2 separate regions of the Sus scrofa genome follow, and region 2 is linked to region 1. Evidence: chromatin contacts called from public HiChIP or PLAC-seq data. All regions are on one chromosome and are shown on one strand. The core of a region is the stretch at or near the end of the contact, and the rest is flanking DNA. Distances in the headings are between cores, read along the strand shown. Region 1 overlaps MED13L (mediator of RNA polymerase II transcription subunit 13-like). Region 2 overlaps MED13L (mediator of RNA polymerase II transcription subunit 13-like).

What was found. HiChIP or PLAC-seq counts read pairs in DNA pulled down with a chosen protein or histone mark.
Region 2: a contact with region 1 is called in an H3K27ac HiChIP or PLAC-seq map of alveolar macrophages. The contact joins two enhancer-like sites. A contact is called at or near these places in 1 of 47 Hi-C or Micro-C datasets (embryonic fibroblasts) and 1 of 2 datasets of contacts at active chromatin or transcription factors (alveolar macrophages).

What each region holds. Positions count from the first base shown.
Region 1 is chr14:36,080,068-36,084,189 of Sscrofa11.1, reverse strand. The region is part of intron 1 of MED13L (mediator of RNA polymerase II transcription subunit 13-like); the gene reads right to left. Among named protein-coding and RNA genes, the nearest start is that of MED13L, 20 kb to the right of the region's middle. Within about 2 kb of position 2,124, at least 1 of the 83 cell types and tissues checked has an H3K27ac peak or open chromatin away from gene starts, as enhancers often do. A contact at or near this core is called in alveolar macrophages, where this site is marked.
Region 2 is chr14:36,227,697-36,231,818 of Sscrofa11.1, reverse strand. The region is part of intron 3 of MED13L (mediator of RNA polymerase II transcription subunit 13-like); the gene reads right to left. Among named protein-coding and RNA genes, the nearest start is that of MED13L, 170 kb to the right of the region's middle. Within about 2 kb of position 1,713, at least 1 of the 83 cell types and tissues checked has an H3K27ac peak or open chromatin away from gene starts, as enhancers often do. A contact at or near this core is called in alveolar macrophages, where this site is marked.

The sequences.
Region 1 (4,122 bases), core at 875-3,374:
TGGGTTCGTTAACCGCTGAGCCACAACAGGAACTCCCATCATCATGTACATTTACAAAAAGTAAAAGACTTCAGAAAAGCTACTAAAACAAATACAGCTGACATTCGAAAACACAGGTTCGGACTGTGCAGGTCTACTTAGAGATTTTTTTTAATACTTCAGAACTACACAATCCATGGTTGGTTGAATCTGCAGGTGCAAACTATGGATATGGAGGAACTGCGGGGCCTGGGGGACTGTCTATAATTTATACTCATCTCCACATTGTTTAAGGATCAACTGTAACTGAATTTAGGCAAGTTACAGTATGTAGGATAAATATATAAAAATTATATTCTACATACTAGCAGTGAACAGTTTAAAAATAATATTTAAAAGCAATACCGGAGTTCCCGTCATGGCGCAGTGGTTAACGAATCCAACTAGGAACCATGAGGTTGCGGGTTCAGTCCCTGCCCTTGCTCAGTGGGTTAAGGATCCGGTGTTGCCGTGAGCTGTGGTGTAGGCTGCAGACACGGCTCGGATCCTGCGTTGCTGTGGCTCTGGTGTAGGCCGATGGCTACAGCTCCAACTGGACCCCTAGCCTGGGAATCTCCATATGCCGTGGGAGCGGCCCAAGAAATAGCAAAAAGACAAAAAAAATAATAATAATAAAAATTTAAAAAAATAAAAGCAATACCACATATAACAGCACTGAAAACATGAACTACTTAAGGCTAAATCTGGTAATACCTGTTCCAGAATTATACACCAAAAACTATAATGCTGAAAGAAATTCAAGCTAGAACATGTTCATGGCCTGGAATATCTAAAACTGTTAACCTGTCAATTCTCCCCAACTTCATCTACAGACTCAACAAAATCACAATAAAATCCCTGCAGGTTTTTTTTTTTTTTTTTTTAAACAAACCGACAAGTTGATTCTAAAACATACTGAAATGCAAAGAACCCAGGAGAGCCAAACCAATTTTGAGGAAAAAAAAAAAAAATGGAGAATTTACCCTGATTTGAAGACATATTATAAAATTTCAGTAATCATGACAGTGTGGTATTGGCATAAGAGAACTACAGAGCAGAGGAACAGAATATATAATCCAGAAAACTATCCATGCATACACATACACACAATACATTCAGTTGATTTTTGACAGTGATAAGAAAAACAGTATTTTCAACAAATGATGTTAGAACAATTACATATCCCATGTGCAAAAAGAACTTCAACCCTTACCTCACATCACACAAAAAGATTAACTCAAAATGGATCACTTAATAATAGACCTAAACCTAATAATGAACATTATGATACTTCCGGAAGAAATCATCAGAGAAAACCTTTGCTACCCTGAAACAGCAATCAGAGCTCACAGATAGCTGGTAGGAATGTAAAATGGTACTTTCGTTAAAGTTTAGCAGTGCTTTATAAAGTGAAGTCTATGAGTTCACTAATATGCGGAATCTAATTTAAACAATGATACAAAAGAACTTATTCACAAAACAGAAACAGTCTCAAAGATTTCAAAACCAATTTATGGTTAGCAAAGGGGAAATTCTGAGGGGAGGGATAAATTAGGAAGGTGGGATTAACATATACATATGACTATACAAGGACCTACTGTGTAGCACAGGGAAATCTACTCAATACTCTGTAATATAGGGAAAAGAATCTGAGAAAGAATGGATATATGTATAACTGATTCACTGTGCTGTACACCTGAAACTAACACAACATTGTAAATCCAATAAAAATTTTTAAAGCAAAATCTATACTTCCCATGATTCATTATGATTCCATTTATAAAATATTCTAGAAAAGCAAAATGAGTGTACAATAACAGCAGATCAATGGTTGCCTAGAAGTAGGAGCTGGTTTCAGACTACACATTTGTCAAAACTCATAAATCTGGACTTGTTTAAAATGGGTAAATTTTATTTTATGTAACATACCTCAATAAAGATAATCAAAAATTTATGTATTAATGGAAGAATCCATGTAAACCAAAATAATCCCTTAGGAGTTTCTACTGTGGCACAGTGGGTTAATAATCTGACTGTAGTGGCTCAAGATCACTGCAGAGGTGCAGGTTCAATCCCCAGCCTGGCGCAGTGGCTTAAAGGATGTGGTACTGCCACAACTTCAGCATAGGTCACAGCTGTGACTCAGAGTCAGTCCCTGGCCCAGGAACTTCCATATGCCACAGCTGTAGCAAAAAGATATTTTTAATATAGCCAAAGTAACCATCTTGTGTATATCAAGGTAACTGTGAATCTCTTTTAGAAAAAGTATACAATATTTTTGAAAAAACTATTTTCATGCCTAACTACAACCAAACATTGGTTTATGATTTATATTTATTAACCTTAACTAAAAGAGAACTCTTGTGAAATTTCTAGGAACTGATTTTATGAAGTTCATTAGTGATATTGGGATGATTTCTTACCCAACTGCAATAGCAGACTATAAACACAAATTCACATTATTTTCTCTGTATAGTAGCCGTATTTAGTTGCCTATCCAAACACAAATGGCTCCTTCCTCCACAGTAATTCATACTCCATTTTGCTGGGGATAACAATGTGCTTCCTTGAAGAACCACATTTCCTAGCCTCCCTGAGGTTAAGCATGACCACAAGTGTTTCTCATAAGGAATTTCCTAGAAGTTTCCTTAAAAAGGAGGGCTGTGGGAGTTCCCGTCGTGGCGCAGTGGTTAACGAATCCGACTAGGAACCATGAGGTTGCGGGTTCGGTCCCTGCCCTTGCTCAGTGGGTTAACGATCTGGTGTTGCCGTGAGCTGTGGTGTAGGTTGCAGACTCGGCTCGGATCCCGCATTGCTGTGCCTCTGGCATAGGCTGGTGGCTACAGCTCCGATTAGACCCCTAGCCTGGGAACCTCCATATGCAGCGGGAGCGGCCCAAGAAATGCCAAAAAAAAAAAAAAAAAAAAAAAAAAAGGAGGGCTGTGGCGTTCGTACATTTCCTCCTCTTCCTATCTAGAATGCCACCTTGACGACTAGAATTTGAGCAGCCATCTTGTCTTTTTTTTTTTTCTTGGCCTTTTCTAGGGCCGCTCCTGTGGCACATGGAGATTCCCAGGCTAGGGGTGTAATCAGAGCCGTAGCTGCCAGCCTATGCCACAACCATAGCAATGGTGGATCCAAGCAGCGTCTGCAACATACACCACAGTTCACAGCAATGCCAGATCCTTAACCCACTGAGTAAAGCCAGGGATTGAACCCACAACCTCATGATTCCTGGTTGGATTCTTTTTTCGCTGCGAAACAACTTGAACTCTAGCAATTGCCTTTTTATTTTTAAAAAACTAAAAGACTTTTAACGATGAATTTTTTTTGAGACTATGCAGTTACCTAAGTTTTTATCTTGCCCTAGACATTGATCAAAACAATAAGCTATCCTAATTTTTCATTTTCCAACTGATTTCTCCATTTGGAGTAAAGTAGTCTAAGAAAAAAAAATCTGCCTATCTGTGGGAAGAAACTGTGATCTGCATTATTACTCCATTAATCTCTGATGAAACTTTTAAAAAATGTAAACTGTATTATCACTCCATTAATCTCAGGCAAATCTATATGCTCCAGTAATTTCTACCTTCATGCCTGTGCTAAATTATATGGTCTACACTGTTAATTTTTAAAAGGCTCAGAAAAGAACAAGACCAATAATGTTTGGAATAGCTAGGAGGAGCCTCAAAGAAGCCCTAAAAGGATTTAGACAAGAAAAGAAAGAAGAGCACACATTACAATACACTGGTTAACTGTTTAGGTTCTGAAGTCAGTGATTCAGCTCCATCACTGGCTGTGTACGACCAGGGCAAGTTATTCTCTTGCTTCAGTTTTCTTATCTGAAAAATGGGAACCATGGTATCTATCTCATCAGAATCTTGATGAGAAAATTTATGTAGCTAGCAAGCAATTAAGCAATTCCAGGCATTCAGTGCTCTTAGAAAGAACAAAAGCTCTGAAATGAGAATGTGCATAATATGGAATGATCTGACTTGAAATAAAGATTCCTATTAATGAGGAGTTGGAAATTTTAAATAGAAAAAGAAAATAAAACGCTTTTTAGAGATTACATGCTTTTGAAAAATAAGAAAACTCACAAAA
Region 2 (4,122 bases), core at 464-2,963, 150 kb before region 1:
AGTAGCAACAAGGAATGAGATTATCTTGCCCAGTGTGACTTTTATAATGTTACCTTAATTTCTGTAGGGAAATCATTTTATATATATGTTTATATATATATTTACACATATACATATATTTGGCAACACCTGCATCATATGGAAGTTCCCAGGCAGGGATTGAATACAAGCCACAAGTGTGGCAACACCAGATCCTTAGCCCACTGTGCAACAGCGGGAACTCTGAGAAATTACTTTTAATAAACCAGAATTAATCCATCATTCTGTATACATTAGCAACCACTGCTTTTGGTAAAGAAGATCAATTTATATGACTACCACTTAGCTGTGAGAGCTTCTCAAATCAATTAATGGAATTCCCTTTTAATTAAACAAATCCGTATGTTTAAAAATTTAAAGCAGGGGTTCCTGTTGTGGCTCAGTGAGTTAAGAACCTGACTAGTATCCACAGAAAGCAGGTTCGATACTTGGCCTCACTCGGTGGGCTAAGGATCCAGCTTGGATTCCACATTGCTATAGCTGTGATGCAGGCCAGCAGCTGCAGCTCCAATTCCACCTGTAACCCAGGAAATTTCATATGCCGAAGGTGTGGCCATAAAAAAGAAAAAACAATTTCAAGCAGAAATAATAATTCAATTGTACAAACTCTGTTAATACGCAAACTAAGGGGGGAAAATGTTCAGGAGAACAAACACTCAAGTGATATACGTTCCTTGAGGATGTGTTTCAATAAGCTCAATTCTAGTTTTGATGCTAAAAGCATACACACACTGGGTAACTAAATCAATCTTATATAATTAGAAACTGAAAGCCATACAGAAAGGCATACTTATTGACAGAATAGCTAGTAAATTGTATTTGAATAAATTTAGGTTGTACACAGATAAGTAAGTTATAGCAAGTGGTCTAAGCGATGAGAAGAACAAAAGGGCAAGCATGTATTAACCAACCAAGTTTCTGCTGACAATGAATAAAGAGAGCTAAACCATGTAAAATGCTTCCCTGTATCATGAGTAGGGTAATTTTCATTCAAAGAACACAGTTACTTAAAGTTTGATGAAAGAGAACATTATTTTAAAGGACAAAACAATTACTACAATTTTTCAAAAAAATCTCAACTCATCCATTCTAACTGTAGGAAGGAAGCTAAACAGCTTAATTATTATTTTCCAAAAGAAACACTATTTGTTCCCCAAAAAACTCTTATAAGAGGATCTATCAAAATATGCAAAATAATAATTTATGGATAAATGAATTATTTATATTAATAATTATTATTGAACAACAGGTCAAGTACTATATGGCATGCATTATATATGCATCATCTAACAAAAACTTCAGATACACAGTAGCCTATATTTAAAGAGCATTAACTAAGGCTTAGTGAGGTTGAGGTAACTACCCGAGTAAAAGGCTCTGAAATCAAACCAAGGTCTAAGCCAAAGTTCATTTTTTCTTTGTCTTTTTGCCATTTTCTTGGGCCACTCTTCCTGCATATGAACGTTCTCAGGCTAGGGGTACAGTCGGAGCTGTAGCCTCCAGCCTACGCCAGAGCCACAGCAATGCGGAATCCGAGCCGCATCTGCAACCTACACCACAGCTCATGACAACACCGGATTCTTAACCCACTGAGCAAGGCCAGGGATCAAACCTGCAACCTCATGGTTCCTAGTTGGATTCATTAACCACTGAGCCACAACAGGAACTCCAAAGTTCTTTAGAAATATCTTAAGCTTTATTGCATGTCATACTGCATATGACACAATTTTTTTTTTTTTTTTTTTGGTCTTTTTGCTATTTCTTAGGCCGCTCCCATGGCATATGGAGGTTCCCAGGCTAAGGGTTGAATCAGAGCTGTAGCCACCGGCCTACACCACAGCCACAGCAACGCGAGATACGAGCCGTGTCAGCAACCTACACCACAGCTCACGGCAACGCCGGATCATTAACCCACTGAGCAAGGGCAGGGACGGAACCCGCAACCTCATGGTTCCTAGTCAGATTCGTTAACCACTGCGCCACGACGGGAACTCCCATATGACACAATTTTCTTTTAAAATGATAATTCAAAATGACTTGGACTAGTTCACAAATTCTGAATCCATGAGCACAGAACAAATTATCTGCATTTCTCTTCTCTCCTAGTTTTTCTGCTCTTCTAATTTTCTTTCAACAAAGAAGCATGCTGCCATTTATATCAAAAAATACAAAAAGAGTACAATTCTGGAGTTTCCGTCATGGTACAGTGGAAACAAATCCGACTAGGAACCATGAGGTTGTGGGTTCAATCCCCGGCCTTGCTCAGTGGATTAAAGATCCACAGACGCAGCTCGGATCTGGCGTTGCTGTGGTGTAGGCCAGTGGCTACAGCTCCAATTAAATCCCTAGCTTGGGAACCTCCATATGCCGTGAGTGTGGCTCTAAAAAGCAAAAAAAAGAAAAAAGAAAAAGGAAAAAAAAAAAAGAGTACAATTCAATCACAAATTCATTAATTGAATTCATATATTCATTCAATATTGAGAAAAAATTCTCTGAAAGGAATAAATTATGATATAAAAAACAAAACAGTGAGCTATAATTTTTTAAAATATGTACTTTGTCCTATATACATTAAAAATTATGTATAAAGGATTGTGTTTAAAGGTAGAGCTTTATTCTGGCATAGGATTATGGAAATAGTAAATTTCTTAGTGTCTTGAAGGGATTTTGTGTATACTTGCATTTTGTTTTGTTTTGCAATGAGAGAGAGAACTATCAAATATTTGGAATATTTAAGACTACTCAACTCTTGAAATCAATGTTTCTAAAAATACTGCTTTACCCGCCCAGTTACAAATCCCAAACAACTTTGTAAGTTCGAGTCTTCACCTAAATCATTGCTACAACTTCTAACATGGAGTTTTTTTCATCAATTATTACCTGTACTTCATATGGAATGATTTTTTTCTTATCATATTTTAATTTTAAGAAAATTAAGCCACAAAGTACACAGAGAAATATATAATGAAATGCTATGCACTATCCAGAAATTAGTTTTATTTTCTTCATTTTTATAAATAAAGGCAATTAATATTGAATTCCTTTTTATAAAACTCTTCAATGCTTTTTCCATTTGCCCTACACAAAGGACATGTGAATATTTTGTATTTCTCAACAATATGTTGATATATTTAGTATGCGTATGAAACCACTATAAAAATATTGTGGTCTTTAGGATTTCAAAGTGTTAAGAGTTAAATACTACATGATTTTACAACTTAGCGTTGTATTTGTCAATGTATCTTTGATATTTATTTATAAATTTCATGTTTATTGCTTTTAAGTGTTCCAAGATTTTCCACAAAGTAAAATATCACAATGTACTCTTATTTTTCCATACAAAAATTTCTATTATTCTGTATTGTTATTATAAACAGTGTTGAAAAGTGTTGCAGATGTGAACAAGGACTATTCAAGTTCATATTTAACCTGATATATAACTAAAATGTGGTAGAATTAATGTAACACACAGGTTTATGGATTTTGAAAAATTTCTCTGCAAAGAAGTTTCCAAATATGTGTCTATTTCTGGTTTCAGTGCCTGCTGCACTTTTCTAGTTGTCTTTTCCATAAGATTTTATGTTTGTTTCTTTACATTTTGAAAGTATGGTAATTATTAGATCTATTGGGTAACTCCTCATATTTCCCAATGTCTTTGTATTTCTGAGTTGAACTTAATTTACCATGGATTTTAATGTATTTCTAGGTAAAATTAACTACATTTTCATAGGATTTGTGCATGTATTTATTTGTATTAGAGAAGTTAGCTCTTATTTAAATTTTACTACCTTATTTCTGTTTTGCTCTCATGGTTATAAAAGTCTCATAGAATAAAAATAAATAAATTTTAAAAAATAAAATAAAAATACTGCTTTAGTAACAGATAGCCTCTAGATCTACACCAAATCAAAGAAGTAAGAACAGAAGTTCAGAATGAAAAATAAATAATTTTGGTGGGCAAGGTCTTTCTGAGTGACTTTAATTATAACAATTTATCAACTATAACTTAAGAATCCTAAGCAGTGATACTCTAGTCATTGATATCACTCTAGGTAATGGCTTGGATATGAAACTTAAAGGTAC